Linked DNA regions of Mus musculus: region 1 is linked to region 2. The links are chromatin contacts, called in public HiChIP or PLAC-seq maps. All regions are on one chromosome and are shown on one strand. The core of a region is the stretch at or near the end of the contact, and the rest is flanking DNA. Distances in the headings are between cores, read along the strand shown. Region 1 has its middle 22 kb from the start of Tob2. Region 2 holds the start of Rangap1 (RAN GTPase activating protein 1).

The links. HiChIP or PLAC-seq counts read pairs in DNA pulled down with a chosen protein or histone mark.
Region 1: an H3K27ac HiChIP or PLAC-seq map of microglia shows a contact between it and region 2, with 3 times the contacts expected there. The contact joins the enhancer-like site here to the promoter of Rangap1 in region 2. A contact is called at or near these places in 8 of 39 promoter capture datasets (the C10 cell line, the HPC-7 cell line, cranial neural crest and 3 more), 1 of 484 Hi-C or Micro-C datasets (B cells), 5 of 115 datasets of contacts at active chromatin or transcription factors (the NIH/3T3 cell line, effector CD8 T cells, embryonic stem cells and 2 more) and 3 of 9 other capture datasets (adipose tissue, liver and pancreatic islet).

Annotation. Positions count from the first base shown.
Region 1 is chr15:81,832,851-81,839,709 of GRCm38.p6, reverse strand. No RefSeq gene overlaps it. Among named protein-coding and RNA genes, the nearest start is that of Tob2, 22 kb to the left of the region's middle. Within about 2 kb of position 3,174, at least 217 of the 459 cell types and tissues checked have an H3K27ac peak or open chromatin away from gene starts, as enhancers often do. A contact at or near this core is called in adipose tissue, liver, microglia and 1 more, where this site is marked.
Region 2 is chr15:81,725,522-81,732,921 of GRCm38.p6, reverse strand. Rangap1 (RAN GTPase activating protein 1) reads left to right here and starts at 3,003. Exons shown (of 16, transcript NM_001146174.1): 1 at 3,003-3,210.

The DNA of each region.
Region 1 (6,859 bases), core at 1,925-4,424, 110 kb before region 2:
CTGAGCAAAGGGCTTGTTCTAACAACCTGTCCTGCCACCTTGGCCAAGGAGAGGGCCAGCTCTTTGGAGGAAGGAATCTGACATCCCCTGGGGACCTTGGCAATCCCTCTCTACCTCCTACCTGTTTCCCTGGATCACGGACTGCTATCATTTGAGCAAAATTCTCATGAGAACAGAACCCCAAAATGCTGGCCCGGATTCCTTACCTCACGTCCTTACTAGCTGTGTGGGTTAAGTTACAACCTCTCTGACTCCTCTCCTCCATTTTTGTTTTGTTTTGAAATTCTGAGACAGGGTCTCACTATGCAGCCTTGACTGGCCTCGAAGTTACAGCCATCTGCGGGCCTCTGCCTCCTGAGTGCCAGGATTTAAGGTGCGCACCACCCACCCACCCACCCGCATTTCAGTTCTTTAGCTGAAAAATGGCATCTGCTTCTTCGGGTGTGAGTGTGGAAGGCAGTGAAATGGTGACCCCGACAAAAAGCACTGTGGAGTAAGTTTCACTATGGTGACCGCCCGCATTCATAAGCAGCAAGGCTCGTGTGTGCCAGGAACTTTAACGGGCACCGTTGAAAACGCCAGAGTTGCCCCGCCACCTTCATTTCCTACATGAGGGACGCACCGCAGACGGGTAGAGGCTCTCCACCAGCTTCCCTTGTTGGCCAAAGTGTAAAGGTCAGCTGAGTGAGCCCTAGAGGGCTCTCAAAGGCTGGGACTGAATCAGAGAAGGGCTAAGGGGCTCTTTGGGACCCAGTAGCTGACCCCAGATGCCGGGGCTCATTTAAGGTATTGTTGGCAGAGTCTCAGGAACGTGAGCCAAGTACTTAGGAAAGCTGGACTTCTTGGGGGCGGTGGGGGGGAGGGTTGGAGGGGGGGTTAGGTGGTGGTTACAGGCATTCCTTCATGACTCAGCAAACATTTACTGAGGGCAATAGTGGGTGATAGGGTCACATGTGGGTCTGTGGCAGTGCCACTCACAAAGTGTGCAGCTTGACAAGAGGGTGGCTACCAGTTTCCCAGTCTGTGTGTGTGTATGTGTGTGTGTGTGTTTTCAAAACAGGGTTTCTCTTTGTAGCCTTAGCTGTCCTGTTGTCCTGGAACTCACTCTATAGACCAGGCTGACCTTGAACTCAGAAATCCACTTACCTCTGCCTCCTGAGTGCTAGAATTAAAGACATGTGCCACCACCGCCCCACTTTATTTAAAGATTTATTTATTTTATGAATGTGAGCATACTGTTGCTGTCTTCTTCTGTTTTGTTTTTGTTTTTTGTTTTGGTTTTTCGAGACATGGTTTCTCTGTATAGCCCTGGCTGGAACTCACTCTGTAGACCAGGCTGGCCTCAAACTCAGAAATCTACCTGCTTCTGCCTCCCAAGGGCTGGGATCAAAGGTGTGCGCCACCACTGCCCGGCTGTTGCTGTCTTCAAAAACACAAGAAGAGGGCATCAGATTTCATTACAGATGGTTGTGAGCCACCATGTGCTTGCTGGAAACTGAACTCAGGACCCCTGCTCCATCTCACCAGTCTCTCTCTCTCTCTCTCTCTCTCTCTCTCTCTCTCTCTCTCTCTCTCTCTCTCTCTCTTTCTTCTTAAGATCTTACTATATTGCCCAGCTTGGTTCTCCTTCTCTCTTTCCCTCCCCAGTACTCGAGATTGAGTGTAGGACCTCACCCATGTTAGGGCAAGGCTCTACCACTGTCAGGTTCCTCTGGAGCTGAAGTTACATGCAGTTGTGAGCTGAGCTGTCTGATACTGGTTCTGGGAATGGAACTTAGGTTGTTTGTAAAAGTATTAAGCACTTGTAACTGTTGAGGCACCTCTCCAGCTCCCCGGACAGACCTTTATATTTTCTTCTCCAATGCAGAGGCTGGCTGCAACCCAGAAATGCTAAGAAAACCACAAGCCAGGATGCCACATATTCATCCCTTGGTTTCCTCAACTATGAAAGGATACTGCTGTTCCCTCCCCTTTGTTGTTTGTAGGTAAGATGAGCATAAAGCTCTGGCTCACATTCCAGGCCACTAAGTAGAACAGGGACAATGGTTCTCACCCTGCTGGTAAACCAAGCTAGGGAGAGGGGAGAAGTGACAGTCTCCACTTTGCTGCCAGCATCAGGGAAGGTCCAGATGTCTCCCCATCCTAGAATATTTACTCTTATTGGTGCTCAAAATGGGGGAGGGGTTGGAGAAGTAGGGAGTGGACCTATCTGGGACTGCTTCAATTCTGAGGCCAGTCTGAGCTACATAGTGAGTCCCATACCGGTCTTTAATCCTAGCACTTGAGAGGCTGAGGCAGGTGAATCTTTGTGACTTCCAGATAGGCCTGCCAGGGCTACACAGAACAAAACACAAAACCAACCCCCAAATCCTTCAGGCAAACACCTCGCCACAGACAGTGGTCTCCCTGAGGTGGGGACGTGGTTGAGGGGCTACAGTGACTGTTAGATATTTCTGGGAGTCCTCATGCCACCAGACACGGGCTCCAGCTCCACCTGTGACCTTCCTGAGCCAAGAGGCAAGCAGGACCACAGGCTGCCAGAGCAGGGACTAAGGTCCACAAGGAGTTGACTGCCCCAGGGATTCCGGGTTGGGCACTTTCCCTTCTGTATACCAGGTTCGTTGTGAGGGTATCAGAGGACACTAAGTTTCCCAGTCACCTGGCTATTTAACCAGATGACAAGGCTTTTTTTTTTTTCTTTCTTTCTTTCTTTCTAAGCTAGAAGAAAAGGCCATTTTGTAGGTAGGCATACTGAGACTAAGAAGCACAGGTGCCCCAAGTCATGAGAAGAAGCAAGGCACAGCCACCTTGAGCTTCTCTGACACGGTGGAGTGGTTGTAAAAGAAAGTTCCTAAGCAGGGTACCTCCAATTAGAGAAGCCAAGGCCCCAAGTTGGGGTAGGGGGGGTTTCACCCACCTCTGTGGACCTGGCCAACCACGCCCATTGGCGCGGGGTGTGCTTCACTTCCCTGGGGGCTGTCAGAGAAAGCAGGAGGCTCCCAGCGCTACTCCCCCGCCCCGCAGAGCGCACAGGAGGAAGAAGGAAAGGAGGGTTATGTAAGGCGAGTCGAGGGCCGGGCAGGCGGGGACGTCCTCCTATGAATAGCCTGCTGTTCCCTGCGCGTGACTACACAGCCCCCTCGGCGCCCGCCGTGCTGGCCTCCGTGTCCAGGGCCTGAAGAGGGAGGAGCATGAGTAGGGATTTAGGGAGGGAGGAGGGTAGCTGGGATGCTAGGACAGAGGAGTGGAGTCGGTGTTTCAGGAGTACCTGCGCATGAGGTCCTCGGCCTCAGCTCCACGCCCCACCCCCACTCCCTGCCAGGCCACAGTTCGATTCCTGCGGCCTCCTTGCGATGAGGATGAGATCCGCCTTGAGGATATTTATCTGGGCCCTGCAGCCTAGAGCCGGTTCTGCGGGTGCCAGGGCTGGCACAGACCCTCACTCCTGGAAAAGAAGGAAGTGGGGGTGGGGGTGGGGTGGGGCAAGACCGTGGCGGATTACAGACTGCATTTTCTCTCTTGATCAGGGCATCGTCCTCTACTTCTGTGCTGCCCCAGGGAGGCGCCCCTAAAGCAGGGTTGCAGTCACTGCAAGGCTGCTCAACACTGCTGGATCCAGGTTTCCACAACAGTCACCCCCCACCCCACCCCGAAACCTCAGCGCGCGCACTTATACACGGGTCACCTTAGCAAAAGCTGAGGTTCTGGGTTCTCAGAGTTTGGTTTGATTTTGCTTTGTTTTCTAACAGTCAGTCGTTAGACATCCCAGGCTGGCCACTGAACCCACGAGAGTCTGTTTACCTCCAAAGTGTCTCTCTCCAAACTGTCTCTTTATAAACTCTCCCCAGAGTTTATAAAGTTTGGGAACCAAGTCAGGTAGGAGGGGCAGGCCGGGGATTGAGGCTGCATTGATTTTATGAGGTGGGTGGAAAGTCGGGGCAGAGAGCATGTGATAGATAGATGGAGGACAGATGGGGCCAGGAACAGCCAGTCTTGACCTTTCAGTCCCCAGCCCTTTAATGCTTACTACTAGATACAGCCAACCCCAGCCTGGACCTGGACCTTGCCCCCATTTATCAGGTTTGGAGAGGACATGAGACTCGAACAAAGCCCGTTCCAGAATGCGGCGGACTCAAGACCCAATTTAATTCCTTTATCCTGGCATTGGTTAGACATTGACACCAGGATTGGAGAGATGAATAAAAATGAGGGTACAGCTATTAAGAAAAGGTTGGCCCAGGAAGAGAAAAACCATAGCAATAATCACTGCCATTATCATGACTGTGGTCTGACGGCGCAGTGGTGGCTCAGGGCTAAAGCCTGCTAGAAGGTTCCTGGGCAGAGACAGGTGAGGTCAAGCCACACAGCAGAGGCAGTACAAGTAACTGTTCAGAGGCCTGAATCAGCAATCACTTCAGAGATCTGGGAGCTCCTGGTGAGGCTGAGGCTTATGGGTGCAGATTCAAGAGAGAGGAGGCTGCCCTGAGGAGAATCTTGGTCAGATGATGGGCTGGACTTTGTTCAGAGCACAGCAGGGGCAGGAGGGGAAGAGGGAGAGGTGAACTCCAGCCTCTTTCTCACCCCTAAGGTCCATCTTGGCGATAGAGCTGGTTCCTTTCTCACTAGCTACTGAACTAGGAAGGCCAGATCCCATCCTAGCCATCCGTGATGTGCTTGGGGGTCTGGCTTGGAGCAGGCCACTCTGTCCACCCTGGGTCTTGGTGTCATCTATAACATTGACAGCGCTACTCCCGACCTAGCCGCTCCTGCTGCTGGGAGTGAGGAGCAGGGACGGGGGACGGGGGGGGGGGGTTGGGGGGGTTGGGGGGGGTGTGTGGCTCTGATAGCCCATCAGTCACATCAAAGGCTGAATGAGCATCTGCTCTGGGAGTCTGCCTCAGCCCTCCACTGAGGGGAGGGAGGCTCTCTGCCAACTAATGCTCCTCTCACCCATGCCCAGCAGACTTCCAGGATCACAAATGCTAAGCCAGACTCGCTAGCTTGTGTCCAGGGACTCCCATCTCTCTCCAAGTGGGGTCTCAGGCACAATCTCCCTGGTCCCCATTTTTTTTTTCAGATGCAGTTCGGAATCTCTTGAGGAATGTGACTGGTGACCCCTTTTGACCCTAGACAGGTGATGTCTGCAAACACAGCTTCCAGGCACAGAAAGGGGTAGCTCAGAAGCCCCTCAGCTCCTCCCCCTGCCATGTCCCCTCTCTGCTATTTCCAGCCTCTGCCAGGGACATCCTGTGCCCCTGTGATGTCACTAGGCCCTAGGAGACCAGGCTCTAGCTGACAGGATGTATTTTTAAACTCTCAGACCTTGGCCAGCTCCCCACCCTCCCCTCAGCTTACCCCACCTCACACTCCCTGTCCTGTTCCCAACATCTCAAATTAGTACGTAGGCTTGGCAGGCACCCTTCAGGCTCCTGAGAGGCCATGGGGAAGCCAGGCCAGTGCTCAGTGTTTGTAGTCACAAAATCCAGGCCTGCCCAGGTAAACAGATGGGTCTCATGAGAAGGAGCTGCTTGAGTCTCCAGGAGGAACCTAAAACCCAGAGAGTAGAGGGGAATCCGAGATCCCAAGGCCAGGGCTGACAGTCATCAGGGAGGCTCTCTTGGAGCAGCTACCCAAGCTGACTTTGGTTTTCTTTTTGTTTTTTTTAAAGATAAGGACCTAGCTGTGTAGACCAGGCTGGCCTCCAACTCACAGACATCCACTTGCCTCTGCCTCCTGAGTGCTGGGATCAAAGGTTTGATCCACCATTGCCTCTTAACAGTTCAATTTAGAGCAGCAAGAAGGTAAGGCATAGACTCTGGACCTAGACAGACCTCAGTGTGAATCCTGCCCATGGCATTTCTCAGCTGGACTGCTCTGTGCCACTGTTACTTGCACAGTGGAGTTACCAAAATGTAGTTCCAGAGGGGCTGGGAAAGACTGCTTGGGAACACACCCGAGAAACACCAAGCTTATGTCCTGACAACTAGGAGTGTTTGGACAGCGCCAGCTTCTTTGTCTCTCTGTAAACACTGCTGGGAAACTTTAACAGTCCAGTTGTGGATCCTGGGACTCCAACCTGGTCCTTGTCCCCAAGGCTTAGAAGTCTAGAGGTTATGGGGATATGAAGGAGAGTACAATGCTGACAGGGCCTCCAGGAGACATCTGGGGTCAGGGGAGTAGCCTTGACACTTCGTGCGAAGGATGAGGGCCTCAGGCTCTACATACCCCTGAGGACTCACTTCTGGCAAATGGTTCAGGATGCTCTGAGAACTACAGAGCCCTATATATGCTTAGAGTCCCCAAAACTCTGGGAACCTTTCTACCTCCTGCTAACAGCCCACTCCCTTTCATCTCCCCAAGGGACATATTATCCCTTGAACCAAAAGAGCAGGCATATTTATTTCCTAGCAGATGGGCAGAAGCCCAAAAGAGAAGGATCCTAGGCCCCTTCTCTAGCTCCACACTGCAGTGTGTCAGCAAGAAGGTCCCCAGGGCTGGGGTTTAAAGCCAACTCCCTGTGTGAATCCTTGGGATCCTGATTTTTCTCTTTTAAAAATAAGGTGTTTATTGTTTTTAATTATGTATGTGCCTATGTATGTGGAGGTAAACACAAGAAAATGTCCACAGAGACCTCAGATGTCCGAGCTCTCCCAGTTGATGTGGATGCTGGGAACCGAATTCAAATCCTCTGCAAGAGCAGTTTGTGCTTTTAACCACGGAATTCTCAGTGTTCTCATCTGTAAAGTGGGTAGAAAATACTTCAAAAGGGGGTTGGGTGTGTAGCTCAGTGGTAGAACACATACCTATCATGTTTACTGCCTTGAGTTCAGTTACACACACACACACACACACACACATG
Region 2 (7,400 bases), core at 1,754-4,253:
AATGTGAGAGTGAGAAAAAAGAAAGAAAGAACGTCATAGGCCATTGAGATAAGTCACTGGGAAAAGCTGCCAGATGCCAAGCCTGAAGCGCGCATGCATACACACACACACACACACACACACATACATACACACACACACAAAATAAATGTAAAAAGTTTTCCTCACTGGAAGTAGTGGTAGTGGAGGAGGGCTGGAGAGATGGCTGAGTGCTGAAGAACACTGGATGCTCCTCCAGAGAACCTGGTTTCGATTTCCAGCACCCACCTGGTGGTTTGAGCCTGTCTATAACTCTATTTCCAGAGGATTTGACATCCTCTGGTTTCCATGGGCACAAGGTACAAGAAACACACAGATGTACATGAAAGCAGTACACTAATAGACATAAAATAATACAATTTAATTTTTTTGAAGAGGCTGAATATAGCATTCAGCATGTAGAACTTGCTCCTCTTCCAGAGGGACCAGGGTTCAATTCCCTGTGCCCGTGTGGCAGCTCACATCAAGTGTGCACCACACATACATAGTGGACAGATATCCGTGCAGCCAAAACACCCGTACACATGAAATAACAATCCTTGTAAAAGAGAGGAGCGTGACTTCACACACAAGATCAGCTAGTGACAGACAGACGACCGTAACACAGTCAATAAAGGAAGGCATTAATCACCGCTTCAGTTCTCAAGGTATTGCAGTGTGTTCATCCCCGCACTTGGGAGGCTAAGTCAAGAGATCTTAAGTTCTAGGACAGCTTGGGCTATGTTTAAGACTGATCTTGTCTAAAAGTAAACAATGTGCAAACCTTCCATAAAACAAACAAACAAACTTCATGCATACTGGAGAGACAGCGCTGACATTAAGAGCACATGCTGCTCTTGGAGAGGACCTGAAGCAATTATAACTAACATTTTCTTTATATAACGGTCAAAAAAGTTACCCTGGTGGTGGTGGTGGTGCACACTTTTAATCCCAGCACTCAGGAGGCAAACGCAGGTGGATATCCAAGTTCTAGGCCAGCGTGGACTACAGAGCAAGTTCTTGAACAGCCAGGGATACGTGGGGAAAACCTATTTTCAAGTATTATCGATTGGGGGCTGGAGAGAAAGAAAAAGTATAAGCCAGGCAGTGGTGGTGCACACCTTTAATCCCAGCACTTGGGAGGCAGAGGCAGACGGATTTCTGAGTTCGAGGCCAGCCTGGTCTACAAAGTGAGTTCCAGGACAACCAGGGCTATACAGAGAAACCCTGTCTCAAAAAAAAACAAAACAAAAAAAAAAACAACAAAAAAGTATATATATATTATATGTTTCTGCCTGCAAGTATGTTTGTGCCCTACATGTATGCAATGCATGCTGAGGTCAGAAGAAGGCTTTGGATCTCCTGGAACTGTAGTTCCAGACTTCTGTGAACTGCCCTGTGGGTGCTGGGACTTGAACCTGCGTCTTCTGGATGTGTGACTTACCTGCCGAGTCAACACTCCAGCCCTACTCCACACATTTAAAAAAAAATAATAATAATACTCTTTGAGGATAAGTTTTAAACATCATGTCTCTTTATCTCTAATCATTTCAGCAGTTTTCTCCAAGAAGAAAGAAAATATAGAAGAAAATACATGTCACCCCAATCTCTCATTCAACAATCAGACAGACAAGGATTCCATATAGAGTATTTTCCCACACACCCAGCATTCACTGATTTTTGCAGCATACAATGGTTGGGTGTCTGCCAAGGACATTAGAAGTACATGCCAGGAAGAGTAAAAAGACTTCTCTTACTTTATTTCACACTATCACACATACTCCACAGTACAAAAAGCAAAAAACAAAAACAAAAAAAAACCCACCTTATATTGATAGTAACACTTACTATACAGACACATTTTGCTAATTATTTTAGTATTGTCCTTTATAGCAAATCTCTGTTGCCCCGTGAAAGATGAAACCCAGGCCCGGGTATTTCACTTATTAAACATGTCTGTTTCATATTTATTTGTTTAATTTTTAGGGCTGGGGATGAACTCAAACTCAATGCATACACTTATCATTGAGCTATGCCCCAGAGCAACCGTTTTCCATAGTCTTTTTTGTTTGTTTGTTTTTTTCGAGACAGGGTTTCTCTGTATAGCCCTGGCTGTCCTGGAACTCACTTTGTAGACCAGGTTGGCCTCAAACTCAGAAATCCACCTGCCTCTGCCTCCCGAGTGCTGGGATTAAAGGCGTGGGCCACCACTGCCCGGCTTCCATAGGCTTTAAGGAGTAACATTCTTCAAATTGAATGGCACAGGAGAATTTGGAACAATACAGACCAGTTATTCTGGAAGATGGTTTTGGCTTTTGTTTCTCTCCTTTCTCTCTCTCTTTCTCTCTTTCTCCCCACCCTCCCCGGCTCTCTGTTTCTCCGTCTCTTTCTCTCTGATTTGATTAATTTTATCCATTTGAAGAATGGACAGCCATGCTGTGTCATCAGTGCGCCATGCTGTGTTCATATTGATGTTAATATGAACCAGTTGGTTAAGGCGATGCCTGGAGTTTGTCTCTATTACAAAATGACTTTCTCCATTTTTAAAAATTATCTTTGGAGTTTCCTTTCAATTTCAGGGGAATTAGAATTTGTTTTTAAAGTCATTTCTTTTAGCAAGTAGATCCCTATCAATGCTGAAGTGATCCAGTGATTCACTGTTTCGCCTTTGTCAATAAAGTTGCATGAATGAGCGCTAACCTCTACGGAAGGGTGCGGCTACTTCGCGGCATGGTCTGTCGGGATTTGTAGTCTGCGGGCGCTTCCGTCAAATACCATCCCACAGAGTACTGTAGAGAAAGAGCCAGAAGCCGAGAGGGCGGAGAGGAGGGTTGCGAAGTCCGAGCGCTCTGCATCATGGGAATTGTAGTTCATCGCGCGCGTCCCGCCATGCCAGCGCCGGAGGACAGGACTTCCTTTCCCAGTAGGCCCCGCAAGCCGGCCCGGCAAAACCCCGCTCCGGCTTGAACAAATCAAATCGAAGGAAAGAAACTGCCGGCTTTCAAAAATCCTCCTCCGCCGCCATAATCGCTGGGGATCGTGGAGCAGGTGGTGTGCACGAGCTAAACGAGGAGCCGCGGCAGCAAGGAGAGGCAAGCAGACTGGTCACTGGGCCTGGCCCCCACGCGGACTCTCAAGCAGTGACCGACGCGCGCGTTCCGTCCCCCCACGCCGCGGTGCCGCTAATTTGTGGTGAGTCGGGGCCCTCACGCTCTTCCTGTCACTTGCCTGGGCCACCAGGGTCTGGGTGGGGCGAAGCGATCGCCTTGCTTCTACCCTTTTGATCACGCTGCGCCCGGCTTTGGGGGATGGGACGCTGGGCGCCGCTGCCCCTTGTACGTTTGGGGAAACTGAGGCCTAGAGTGGCCACTAGCCACAGCTTCCTCTCGGCGGTGGCGCCTCCCGTTGCCATCCATCTCACCTGGAGGCGGTAGGAAGCCGGCTGGCGTGCCGGGTGGGGCTACGCAGTCCATCGTTGCCTACCCAGTCGGCCCACGTCCGCGCGGGAAGCCTGGCATGAGTCACTGCTGACGCTTGGCTGGGTCGATGGATGGCCGTGCACCTGAGGACGTCCCCCACGCGGCCGCCCAGGAGGAGAGGGCGTTTGTGTATTGACCGTTTGTGCCTGCTCTCTCCCAGGCCGTCTGCTGACCTTGGATAGCTCAATACCATCCCTGTTTTGCTTTGGTTAGTCATTCTTTAAAGTGAATTGGGGAGGGCTTGTGTGTGTGTCTGTGTGTCCCTTCCACCTGGAGCCCTACCTACCACCACCAGTTTTTAATCTCATTGTCCCATCGTGGAACTGTAAGAGGTGGCTGAATTCCAGATAGATTTTTACTCATCTTCGTGTTTGTTGGGTTTCTGGCCCGTGACAGCTGGCTAAGGTGCCTATTTAACCTACCAAAGCGGACATGGCCTCCAGGTTCTCCCAGAATCCCTCAGTCCCTACTTGAAGTTTCCAGTCCCGGGGCTGGGCTTGCTTCTCTCCCCTGAAGCTCTTCACTATATAATCCTGACATTTTGGTCTTCTCACTTACCCTTCCATTCCTCTGTCTGCATTTCTCTCACTTTCTGCATATGTGAGCTCGTTTTTCCTTCTCTCCCCCACCCCTCTGTCTCCCTGTTTGCAAGGCGACTTTCCTTCTTTGGGACCAGTGAACCCACTAGAGCGCTGTCCCCAATAAACCTGCCTTTATACTTTAATTTGGTTTGAACTAGCTTATTTGGTCTGAGGAGACTACCTCTCAGTGTTGTCATTCTTTGAGCCCTCGAATATCAGGCCTTATACTGGGACCCTGTTCCTGTCAAAAACAGCTTGGTGTACGCTTAGTTGCTTGAAACCTTCCAGGGACCCTCCTGGTCACTCATACTGATACAGTAATTAGAATGTCCTTTGTTATCTTTTCTCCTCTGCTCTGACCATGGCCCCTCCTGTCGCCCATGAGCCTTTGCATATTCTGCTCCCTTTGTAGGAATGCTCTTCCCTTGATTTTTGCTTGGCTCAGTCAGTGATATCTTTAGTTTCTTTACATACACCACCTTTAGTCATTCTATTGTAAACCCTACCCTCTGCCCCCAAAAGAAAACTGGCAAAAACCACCTTCTTCTTTGCCCCTTTCCTGGTGGTTTGTGTGGGTTTTTTTGTTTGTTTGTTTGGTTGGTTGGTTGGTTTTTTTGTTGTTGTTTTTTTTTTTGTTTTTTTCAGACAGGGTCTCCTGTGGTCTAGGCTGACCTTAGCTCCTCTAGTAGTTGAGAATGGCCTTGAACTCCTGATCCTTCTGACTCCCTTCCCAAATACTAGATCATAGGTGTGCCCCAGCACCTGGCCTTTTTTTATTATTTTATTTTTTGTGGTGCTAGAGATTGAAACTAGCCCTTCACAAATACTGGGCAAGAGTTCTACCACTGAACTGCCCCTTCCTCAGCTCCATGTACTTTTTCAGTAACATGCAAAATATTTTTGATTTTAGATTATAAGCTTCAAGGGGTGTGTGATATTTGTTCTCCTGGTATTTCAAACAGTATCCAGTACATGGTGCTCAATACAGTGTTTTGCTGAGTGCTTTAATCCTGACTTGTAATTTATGCTTATTGACTAATAAATCAGGGTGTTTGGGGGTAAAATAAGTAAAGATGATGGGCAGCTGGCCAAGCCCAGAGAAAGTCTCATATGGGCAGGCTGTCTTGAGGCCCAGGACATTGGAGGGGCATTGGTAGCATTCATGAAACTGGAGCAATGTCTGAGAGCTATAACTCAATCTAAAGGTAGAGAGAGAATTCAAGTATATGAGCCCATGGGACTATTCTAATTCAAACCACCACACCCTGCTTACCTGCCACATTCTTTTTTTTTTTTTTTTTTTTTTTTTTTTCCCGGAGCTGAGGACCGAACCCAGGGCCTTGGGCTTGCTAGGCAAGCGCTCTACCACTGAACTAAATCCCCAACCCTCCTGCCACATTCTTTTGGGGAACATGGAGTTATCCATTCTCTCCTCTCTGTGGTAGTGCTGGGGCTTGAACCTACAGCCCCCTATGCCTGATAGGTCCCTTCACTTAGCTGTATGCCAGCCCTACTTTCCCATTCTGCTAATTTGTTAAGCTCCCAGCTGTGGGCAACTTTGTCTCTGGTGGTGACATTATGAAATATATATTTGGTTATAGTCCTACTTCCTGGCATAGAAAACACCTATCCTAATGCTGACTGCTGGCTCAGAGTCCCTTGGTTAGTACTAGGGTAGGTGGAGGAAGTCATTAGAAAAACCTAAACAGAATTAGAGAGTGGTACTCAGATTTATCATCAACGCCTGTGATTTAACCATCATGCTTATGTAACAAAGTCTATAAACCTCAGAAAGGACAGGGCCCGGCAGGCTCCCAGCTATCTGTACACAGGAGAGTCTTGTGCGTGGACGCTCTGGGCTTTAACTTTTCTCAGACTTTCCTTGGTGCATTTTTTATGTTTATCTGGCTGTTCATTTGTAGTCTTTACATACCGTTTGCTGGCATGATAGCACACACCTGTAAGCCCAGCACTGGGAAGGCAGAAGCTGAGGCCTCTCTGACTTTGAGGCCACCTTGATCTACAGACTGAATTCAAGCCAGCCAGAGATACACATTGAGACCCTGTATATGAATGAATGCATGAATGAAGTTGTTTGTTGGGGTTTAAGGTATAGTTAAATGTGAGAAGTCTGGGGTACCATCCCCAGTACATACCCACACATACACCTGTCCTTTACAATAAACCAGTAAATAACTTTACTTAAAAAAACAAAAAACCTGTTTTCCCTGAGTTCTGTGAGTTCTAGCAAATTAATTGACCCCATGGGGAGAGTCATGACAACCCTAGTTTCTAACCAGTAGATCAGAAGCACAGGTAAACACACTGGGGTTCGTGGATGTGGGGTAGCGTTGTAGACTGGGCTCTCAGTTCCTGGGATCCCAGTGTCCAAACTGAATTGGAGGCTCGAGCAGTGCCCTGCAGTAGTTAGTTGCTTGCTTGATGTGGTCGCTGTTAGAAGTGTGCCGTGAAACACATTGGAGAAGCTGGGATGTTTTCCACACACAGATCTATTGTGATGGCGGGCGGCTCTTGTGATGTAGGTACTTCTGGTCTCCTAGGAACCTCTGAGGGGCCACTGTGGCAAGTGCAGTCTCTGGCCAGGATTGAAACCGACATGCAGTGGCCTTAGCCTTGTGTGCCTCCCCTAGTCATGCCAGCATGGGCAGTGGGGTGTTCCTTGGGATGGATGACCTGGATCCCATAGCCATCTGTAGCCTGTTTGAGGAGTGGGACCCTCAGACAGAGCGCTGCCAAGATGATCCGCCAGGTGCGTGACTCTCGGGGCAGCCGTGCTTGGGGCTTGACTGCCCTGCACTGGGTGTCCCTGCTGGGGCAGTTTGGAGAGGGGCTTGCAGGACTTGAGCTCTCTGCCACCTTTCCAGACTGTTAGTTTTCTAATGACATATTTATTCATTTATTTCTCTTGGTGGGTTAGCTCTTGGGTTCTTCTCCATGGCAGGAAGGGGGCGAATCCACAGCCCTGACTAGAGAACTCAGGGGACACTCCACACACACTTTGAGGTTATCCTTGGGATATCAAAACCAGGGCCTTGGGGGCTGGTGAGATGGCTCAGTGGGTAAGAGCACCCGACTGCTCTTCCGAAGGTCCAGAGTTCAAATCCCGGCAACCACATGGTGGCTCACAACCATCCATAACGAAATCTGACTCCCTCTTCTGGAGTGTCTGAGGACAGCTACAATGTACTTACATATAATGAATAAATAAATCTTTACAAAACAAAACAAAACAAAACAAAAAAAACAAAAAAACAAACAAACAAAAAAAACCAGGGCCTTAAGTTTCAAGAAGAATCCTTTT